3 separate regions of the Mus musculus genome follow, and regions 2 and 3 are each linked to region 1. The links are chromatin contacts, called in public Hi-C maps. All regions are on one chromosome and are shown on one strand. The core of a region is the stretch at or near the end of the contact, and the rest is flanking DNA. Distances in the headings are between cores, read along the strand shown.

What was found. A called contact is a pair of places that touch in the nucleus more often than the background predicts.
Region 2: a contact with region 1 is called in a Hi-C map of uterus, with 2.3 times the contacts expected there. The contact joins two enhancer-like sites. A contact is called at or near these places in 1 of 39 promoter capture datasets (the C10 cell line), 3 of 484 Hi-C or Micro-C datasets (the AML12 cell line, the C2C12 cell line and uterus) and 3 of 115 datasets of contacts at active chromatin or transcription factors (CD8 T cells, large pre-B cells and oligodendrocyte precursor cells).
Region 3: a Hi-C map of muscle stem cells shows a contact between it and region 1, with 2.3 times the contacts expected there. The contact joins the promoter of Spry1 here to the enhancer-like site in region 1. A contact is called at or near these places in 6 of 39 promoter capture datasets (the 3T3-L1 cell line, the C10 cell line, the HPC-7 cell line and 3 more), 1 of 15 datasets of contacts at CTCF or cohesin (large pre-B cells), 16 of 484 Hi-C or Micro-C datasets (the AML12 cell line, the C10 cell line, the HL-1 cell line and 13 more), 16 of 115 datasets of contacts at active chromatin or transcription factors (the 230-238 cell line, CD8 T cells, bone marrow-derived macrophages and 11 more) and 3 of 9 other capture datasets (adipose tissue, embryonic stem cells and liver).

The regions. Positions count from the first base shown.
Region 1 is chr3:37,778,712-37,781,857 of GRCm38.p6, reverse strand. No RefSeq gene overlaps it. Among named protein-coding and RNA genes, the nearest start is that of Gm42210, 27 kb to the right of the region's middle. Within about 2 kb of position 1,582, at least 41 of the 459 cell types and tissues checked have an H3K27ac peak or open chromatin away from gene starts, as enhancers often do. A contact at or near this core is called in the C2C12 cell line, adipose tissue, adipose-derived mesenchymal stem cells and 3 more, where this site is marked.
Region 2 is chr3:37,934,757-37,937,902 of GRCm38.p6, reverse strand. It overlaps Gm20755 (predicted gene, 20755), which reads right to left. Exons shown (of 4, transcript NR_040559.1): 2 at 2,459-2,547. Among named protein-coding and RNA genes, the nearest start is that of Gm20755, 38 kb to the right of the region's middle. Within about 2 kb of position 1,527, at least 54 of the 459 cell types and tissues checked have an H3K27ac peak or open chromatin away from gene starts, as enhancers often do. A contact at or near this core is called in the C2C12 cell line and uterus, where this site is marked.
Region 3 is chr3:37,638,368-37,641,513 of GRCm38.p6, reverse strand. It overlaps Spry1 (sprouty RTK signaling antagonist 1), which reads right to left and starts at 1,567. Exons shown (of 3, transcript NM_011896.3): 1 at 1,409-1,567; 2 at 706-994.

The DNA.
Region 1 (3,146 bases), core at 333-2,832:
AGTTGCAGGCTTCACCCACACTCATCCTCTCTCTCTCTCTCTCTCTCTCTCTCTCTCTCTCTCTCTCTCTCTCTCTCTCTCTCTCTCTCACACACACACACACACACACACACACATTTAATGTAAAGTACTTGTCTATTAAGTGCTAAACCCTGGGTTCTGGAGGGAAGGGGCAATCTAGAACACTCTAGAAGAGCTGTATATCATCCCATTCCCTAGTCAGTTTTATTCACCATGACTGATCTGATATAGCCTGTGGGAGCAATGGACTCATAATCATAAAACTCTTTTGCTAATCTACTGTGGATGCTTAAGTCTCTTTACATTTAACCAGGGAGGAGTGGAGATAAGTTCTTGAAGAGAAAAATATATTCCAGAGTTCTGTATACAGAGAACCAATTTAACTGTACATTTTTTTTAAAAGTATAACTTTCTACATACCTATTTCTGAGCTCTAAGGAAATGAAAAACAAACCTTGAACATAAGATACAAAGAAGAGGAATTCAGATGACTCCATTTCTGGCTATAAAACCCACTGCTTGCAGCCAACATCACCAGAACACTCTGTGACTTGTGTTGTCCTGTGGCCCGAATCTATCATAGACTGGGGAAGTTGCTGTGGGCTTCTGTATTTGCTTGTGGAGTAATTCCTTTTCACATCAGCTCTAATTTTTCCTTTCTGTCCACATAAGGACATTACATCTAATCACCAAGAGTCAGATGGGTGGGAATTCCAAAACTGAAATCTCCCCGCAATCCCAAGGTTCCTGGGACAGACATCCCCTATGCTCCTTGCTGTAGCTTGCTTTTTGATTTCATATACAAGGAGCCAGACTTTGACCTCACTCCTGTGGAGACTGTGAAGGAGACAAAAGAAGAATCAGAGCAGGGCTAGATGGCAGCAGGCTGAACAAGGTTATCGGAGGCTTTCAGAAGACATCAGGAAGGGAAATGCCAGGCACAGATGGAACTGTGCTGGACAGCACACAGCTGCCGCCATGCCCATGTCCATGCACTGTGCTTCAAGTGACTGTCAAACAATACCTTGAACAGTATCACTACTGCTACACTAAACTATTACTATTGCTATCACTATTTCTATTACTATTTCTATTACTATTATCAATTACAGAACGTTAGCATTTGGTTTTCTCCGATTTCATCTCTTGCTCATAAATCGTCCACGCAGTCATTCATTAACTGCTCATAAAGACGCAGCACCTCATACATTGTCACTTAATTGTGCTATGTGACAGTGGGCTCCCTAGGAGGCAAAGATTCTACAAAAGAACACTTGTAAAGAAAGCCAAGGCCAACAGCCTGACTAAGCCAGTAAGAATAAAAATGGTTGCTAACAAGGAAACAAGAGTTGACAACTAAAGCTCTCGGAACCAACGGGGAAACCGACGGAGAAAATGAATAGCTGGGACATTTGAATGGTTGAGGGAAAGGATGTCTCAGACCCAGGCGAGGGGGAGGAACAGACATAAAACTAGAACTAGAAGATTAACCGCTAAGCTCAGAATGAATCATAGAGGGAAAAGATGGATTACTGAGCTCGAAGGAGTGAGTCAGGAAGCCTTGCACAAAGCTGCCTCAGAGGATCCTCCCTGCACGTCCAGAACAATAGAAACTTACCCTGTGTGCAGAAAGGCCTTGCTGGCAGAGCCAACTCTACACATAAAGAGGAAAGAACAAATGAAAGAAAAGATTATTCAAATTGCAGGGAAGTATTAAATAGAAGGACAGGGCATTTCTGCGATACCTGATGCTGTTGAAGGCTGGTCCTTACTTACACTGGCATCCATGAGGGACCTTCAGGAGACTCTGCTCACAGAAGCAAAAGTGACAAGATGGAATGTACGGTGAAGCAAAGCAAACATCCAGCAACTGAGAAGACTAAATCAATTTACCCCACGAAATACAAAGCTAGAACAAGTGAGCATTCTTCTCATTTTAGAACAGGACAACACCAACAAAAATCCCTGCCCCTGGGTATATAGGTCGAACTTCAGGAACTGGAGAGATGGCTCAGCACTTAAGAGCTCTCACTGCTCTCTGGGTGGACATAGATTAAGTTCCCAGCACCCATTTATAGAGTGGCTCACAACCTCCTGTGCTCCAGCTCCAGGGAATCTGAAGGACTTCTTCTACCCTCCACAGGTACCCAAACACTTGTACAACACACACACACACACACACACACGTCAAAACAAAATAAATTTTCCTTTATGCTGGAGCTCTCCAACAGTGGTACAGCACTACCTCTGGGTTCAGTTCTCAGCTGGGGTTGGGGCAGCAAAATTACAAAATAATTCTTTTTTTAAAGTTGAATATTAGCCACATTTTAAATAAAAATCCCAAGATAAACTGGCAAAGCTAACCCTGTGAATAAATAAAGAATCCCTCAGAACTGATGCCACTTTTGCAGTGAACAAGGAGAAGTGGGCGTGGTTGGGTACTTTTTAAAAATTAGTGGCAAAATACTTGAGAAAGGCAATTTAATTTGAGCTCATAGCTCAGCCCGTGACATGATCCTTCCTTCCTGTACCTTGTGGAGAGAAAGAACCTTAGAGCAGAGAAGACCTGGTGGAGCAAAGAGGCTCAGAAGTGCAGGAAGATGAGAAACAGACAGGTTAACACCCCCAGGTGCCTACTTCCTCCAATGAAGCTACAGCTCCGGAAGTTTCCACCATCCCAACATTTTCAACTCAAGAGTCTATCTTGGACTAGCCATGGATGAAGTCAGTGCCTTCTTCATGCCCCACTCATTTTCTTGATATTGTGTTAAACTTATCGTTACATAACATTTAATTTGCGAATGTATTGTTTCTGAGTAGCCTTATTCTGGTATTTTCACACATCCTAAAATACATAAGTGGAAGAGTTTAGGAGAAACAGATTCGTGTCTTGCTGTTGAGGTTTGGTCTGTTGTTATGTACTGTAATGCTGAAGAGTGGCCCTGGATGCCCCAGGGAGGAGATCCTTAGTACAACTGCTATGTGTAACCTTGCCCCTCAAGATATAAGATCTCCCTGATTGGTGAATAAAGATGCTACAGCCTGTAGCTGGACAGAAGAGAGATCGTCGGAGTTTGGGTTCCTGGGCTTGGGGTCTGAGACAGGAGAACATGAGAGGGAGAGGA
Region 2 (3,146 bases), core at 278-2,777, 160 kb before region 1:
AAAAGTTTGGACTGAGGACTGACGGGTGAACTTATCTGGAACCATGTCTAAGTATAAGATGAACGTCACCTCAGCACCCTGTATAATTATGGTATTTAGCCAGCAATGTTGAACAGGGGCTCAAACCCATCAGGTTCTGGTTAATCTGCCTTCAGTGGCCACAGCTGGCCAACCGGAAGAAGACAATTGAGGAATAATGTTGTTATGTCTTAATAAAGATTACTGGTGTCTGAGGCAAGACCAATGTGCGGTGAACTTCTGGCTTTGCAGGCTCTGTGGAGAGGATGCAGGGGTGTGTCGCTTCGTTTGTTTGCTTGTTTTTGCTTCATGCTGTGCTGACTCTTGGCTTCTCCTTAGCTGAGTTTCCCAGTCTCCCTGAGCTTCCCATCCCCTCCCCCCTCGGAATGCATTAACTCCTAGGATGCAGATGCTAACTTTGTTAGGCATCTTCGATCAGCGCTTGACTTTTACATTAGAGTTTGAATTCTACCTCATCAGAGCTTGGCTATGACTTGAGACAATAGGTTATCCATACTCCAGCAGAAAGACTTGACAAGGAACACACAAGCACACACACACACACACACACACACACACACACACACACAAACATACAATAGATGGCGTGTGTGGCAGCTCAAGCTCTTTATCCAGTGCATTAAGATGACTTAGGAAGTTGGGGGTGGGGGGAATTCCATCCCTCATATAGACATGCAATAATAGTCTAATAATCTAATCTAACAAGTTTGACCCCCAGTAGGAAATAGTCAAAAAAGGACTTTCATGGAAACTGTGAAAAGATAAAGAAACAGTATGGTGGCCAGGAGAGTACACTTAGGAGTCAGTCCCTACTCAGCCACTCATCAGACATGTGACCTTGGGCAAATTCTGTGATGTTACCCTGCCTAGAAGTTCGCTTTAAGAAGGGGGATGCTACTGACAGAAACTGCCAGGCATCGGTCTCATAAGGATTAAAGGGATTATTAGCTCATCAGCAGTCCTTAGAATGGTGCCTAGTATTCAATAACCCGGAGAGAGGCTAGAGAGATGGCTCAGTGGTTAAGAATCCTTCCGGATCTCGAAGGGGACCTGATTTCAGTTGCCATGACTCATGTCAAGCATCTCACAGCCACCTGTAATTCCAGCTTCAGGGAAACTGACATGAGCTTCTGGGCTCCACTGGGCACCTACACTCATGGGCATGTACCTCCCAACCCCCTCCACATGTGTGATTTGAAATAAAACAAAATAAAATAAACAGCTGGATATTAATGCTGTTGAGTGGTCACTAAATACAGCCTGCAAAATCCCCGGCTCCAAATTCTTGCGTTAGATCCTTGACTTGAGGCTATTAACATTTAACCAGAGGATCGTAAATAAACTGAACTATGGTTAAACCCATCCTGTTAATGTGTCTGTTCCTGAGAAAATACAAACGCACATAAAAATGGAATGTCTTGGACCGTGTCTGGGAGGGAGGGATGAGCAATGAAAAGACGAGATGATTTGCTAAGGCTGCCGAGGCCGGACACAAACGTTTCTGGGCTCATCCTTGGTCCATGCCAGCACAGCTCTTAAAGCACAGGACTGAAATGACCTGCCTCCCACAGAGGAAGTGATTTTAGGGTCCAGGTTTCTGAGCATACTTTGGCATTCACGTCCTGGCTCCTGTTCTGATTCTTCTTCCTTCGTAATTACATGCCCGCTGTCAGCGCACCCAGCAATGATCCTTAATTACCTCCTCTTAATTACATACCTGCCGCCAAGGTGTGCCAGTTCCCCTTTGCCGTCCTCAGTCAGTTGGTCGATATTAGCCAGAAAGACGCACAGCAGCCCCAGGAAGGCTCCCTAGGAGCCTGTGGGTAGGAGGACAAGCTGGGGGATGTGTGTGTTTAATTGTCTTTCTTTTCTGGTTTTACTTTAAATGCTAGAACTTTCTCAGCCATGTTACAATGTGGTTTTGTTTTTGTTTTATGACTCGTCTGACTTTTTAAAAGATAACACAGGCAAAAGCCTCAGGGTACTTTCTAGATGTCCGATGCGTATTTGTTTATAGCATTCCAAAATATCATACATAGAGTTAGGTATTTCCACTGACTTTCTAACATCTTCCTCTTTTTATTGGCTGGAGATCAACTATAAAAGTCAGCACACACCAAAATACAGAGCTTCCTTTTAAATACAGAGAGAGAGAGAGAGAGAGGGAGAGAGAGAGAGAGAGAGAGAGAGAGAGAGAGAGAGAGAGAGAGAGAGAGAGAGAGAGAGAGAACTACAATTGTGACGTGCATTGTAATCTAAATGAAATTCCACCCCAGCAGCTGTTCTCCCAGAACAGACTTGTCCCTGATGACGCCCAGGTCTCAGGCCCAGAGCTGAACAGGAAGCTGGCTTAAGAATGGATGCACCTTTGAAAGTGGCAACCTGCCAATTGGAAGACAAACGTCCCCTTTCAACTGACCTCCGGTTGTGACAGTGTGCATACTTGGGGTACATTGACTATTCAGGGTATTGGAGAGGGTGGTTTCTGCCATCTGCTGAATTCTGCCTCTAGATAGGGAAGGAAAAAAGTATAAGAAATTAAATCACTGTAGGAAATATTAAAAAGTCGGGCTTTTTAAAACACATCGTTATGAAAACAAAACCTCCCTGAGACCCTGCTCTCTGGGTTGTGTGCATGTTTTTAGCTGTGTTTTCCTTTCAGTAACTTTCATTGCCTCTTGTGTTTCCATTACCAGTGGGCTTCCTAACATCTGTTTTCCATTTTTATTTCATTTCCACTTGTGACCTTTGGCCTAATCTTTGTGTTTGGAAAAACACAGGAATTAAAGTTGACATTATCTCCTCTGCTCTCTCCAAGCTGCAAGCACACGGCTTTAACCTTGTGTCGAAGGCAGTATTTACAGCCAGAGAATCAATGTGTTGCCGAAGGGAGGAAGTTACACAACGTGCAAGTCAGAGAGAGCAACCTGTAGTGTGGTGTTCTGTCTGTCAGGGTTTCTGGCATCTGAACGTCTATTCTAAGTCTGTGTCTGCTATTCAAAATTACACCAAACATTCTAGAAAAGGCCAGGTGCAGTTCCTTCCATAATGACAGTGACATGTCTTGTCTCTAGGATGGTGATGGATGGGTGGATAATCAGAAGATC
Region 3 (3,146 bases), core at 318-2,817, 140 kb after region 1:
CTGGCATCCAAAGAAAATCAAAACAAATACGTCGGTTTACTATGGATGCTAACTAATGTCCCCAGACTACATATGTGTTAGCTTTTTGGAGGCCCCTCTAAGCTTATAACTACCTTCTCCGCACATGAGATGCACGGCCATAACAGCATGTTGTGGTGCCGAAGCCCTAAACGACACTAGAAAACTGCCCATCCTTGCTCCTGTGCCATATCTATTTTTTAAAAATTTAAAACTCCATAACGAAGACTTTAAATATGCCAAGTCTCATCCACAAGAAAGGAAGACGTGGGCACGGCTTGTTTGAGTTATGAAACCCCTAGGCACGGCTTTAATTTGCATTTTACAGGGCATTCCCAAGCAAGTTCGCTCAGGCGGAGCACCTAGGCACCCCGCAACTGTCCAGAGCGAAGCCGGTGCGCACCCGCGGACAGCAGTGTGGGTAGCACCGTCGGGCGCTTGGGCCCCACGCCGAGACCTCAGGGGCACCGAGCCGCGGCAGGTCCGGCCGGATAAAGTTATGAATGAAAACAGCTCGCGGGCGGGAGGAGGCAGCGCCCTCTCCCCGCGTCCCGCGGCACTGCGCTCCGAGCACAGGCGGGCGCTGGGTCCCCAGCGCCATCGGGTGCCGCGCGCTTGGCACGGGCTGCGCGAGGACCGCCAGGACCGCCCGGCCCGCCCCGGCCCGCACCTGCCGCCCGCACTCACCTCGGCCTCCGCGGCGCCGGCCGGGGGCGCCGAGCGGGCGGAGCGCGCGCCGCATCAAGCGCGGCGGGGCGGCCGGGCGCGCATGGCCCGCGCTGCGGCCTCGGCGGCCCCCGGGCAGGGGCGCTTCTCCGCGGTTGGCGGCGGCCGAGGGCGGCTCGGGGACATCCGCCGGGTGCGCGCGGCGCCCGCTCCACAGCACCGTCCCGTCCCGGTCGTCAGGCGCGCGGCCCGGCGTCGTCCCGGGCTCTCGGGTCCCCGCAGGTCCGCGTCCCCGCAGTCGCCACGCCGGCTGCAGACGAGCAGAGACAGAAACACGTGAGTCCCTTGCCAGCCCGGGACGCTGTCCTGCTCGCCGAGATGGACAGCCACGAGCCCCGGACACACACGGCCGTGCACGTTTTGCCCCCACGGAATGCCCCGCAGTCCAAAGCGCGTCCGAGAGACGCGTCTGCGCGAGGCAAGCCCGCACGCAGGGACGGGAAAAGTCAGGTCTGGCACGAGCGCCCGGCGGGTCGGTCCCCAACAATGCGCACAGACACGCGGGTGCGCGGCGGTGCCAGCCCGCGTTCGCACACGCGTAACTCGCTGCCTGGCTACGGAACTCGCTGCAGGGCCGACCGCAAAGCGCCGGGCACAGAGCTAGAGCCAGCTCCGAAAACGTCCAGCTCCTCGAAAATAAAATAAAATAAAGCACCATTCTCACCTGATCTTGCCAGGTCCTCGGCGGGAGGGGAAGGCTCTTACCTAGTGCAGAGCCTGGGGCCGGCCCTCCCGGCACATGCACGCCGCTCGCAGCCGCTCCTTAGCCCGCAGAGCTCTGGCTGCGGGGCCGCCGCAAACCCCTGCGTGCTGAGCACTCGCGCGCGGGCTCCGCAGCATTTCAGCGTCGCCGCCACCTCCACCTCCACGCCGGGACCCGCCCCCGGTGATATCATGTGTCAATCACGCGGGCTGCACGAAAACCCGGAGCAGGATTTCAGCGATCGTGGATGTGGACTCGAGGACGCTCTAACAAAAGTCGATTGCCTGCAGGAGTCCTGCGAGCGCAACTGGGGAGGAGCGGGCATTCCAGGGCCCCTGTCAGTCGTGAGCTGTCAGCCTCCAATTTAAGGGGACTGGTGCAGCCACCCTTAGAGTTGAGTTTAAAAAGAGTTGTGAAGAACATTTAAAAAACAATAACAAACCACCAACAACAACGGAAAAAAAAATGTGTACACCATGACACCGTGCCCCCAGATAAAGGGAAAAGTGCAAAGTTCAGATCATGCGAAATATGAAAGTTTCAGAAAGAACAGTCATTTTTGCAAATGTAATATAATTACACACTAAAGGGTGGGATTTCCTGCTGTGGGGTTTTAGTGATTGCTCCATTTGGTTTGTGATACGATCCCTAAAATTACACGGGGGGAGGGGAAGGGGAGAAAACGGGGCCCAAGTTCTTCCTGCTTTGTAATGTTTGTATAATTTTGTCCAAAACACCAATGCATTTTAAATGAAATAAAATAAGCATAACTCATCAGGAAGTTTTAGCTTTAGCCATATGTCTGTCACGGGGTGGGGGACTTTAGTAAGCTGGGAATGCTTTTTGCGTCTTTACATACTATGGAATTTGGTTATTTATTATATGGACGCTATAGCTCAGGATGTAGTGAAAAGGGCTGTATGTGGAATTAAAAATTCCATAGAGTTTTAAAAATAACCTAAGACCCCCAAAATATTGATAGAAAATATTTTTCCAGGGAATTTTATCAGGAATGGTATTTGATAAACAAAAACTCCATGATCTAAATCACCTGTGAATGTGAGTTAGGATATTTTGGGTTCAAAGTAATTTTTTTTTTAAGTCTTAACAATTGCAGTGAGTTTTTATAAAGTTTTTGTTGTTGTTGGCATAATGCATTTGCAAGCTTTTGAATGTTTTTAGAATTCACGGTTATGTGTGGAATTACATGCAAGGAACCCAGGACACTCCCTATGAAGAAGATCAGCAGTAAGAAAGTGCACTAGAAGGTAATAGAACGTATTAAAAGCCAAGAAGCTGTTTGTTCACCCTTCATGCAAGGGGATGTGTTAAAGTCATATTTTCAAATGTAGAGTTGGTGGGGCTTTTGTGTCTTGTCTATTTTTCACAGATGTAGGAGCATAATGAGGTTTCTCCAGTGGATCTGCTTTTGTTCTTTTTGTGCGTGAAGAGATTTGCAGTGTCAAGTAAGAAATACAGTATCTCATCAGAGTGTGTTATCTGGCTCTTCCCAGCTGTCTGCACAAATTTGGGGCCAATTCTCCAATGTAATAAGATGAGGAGAGGCAACAATGGAGAGTTTGAACCACATAACACTTATAAAAACATAATTTCAAAGATTCCTATTTACATTTCAGAATATTTGGACCAGAGATGTGCTAAAACAAATCTCTTAAGTTTAAAAATTTTTAATAATAAT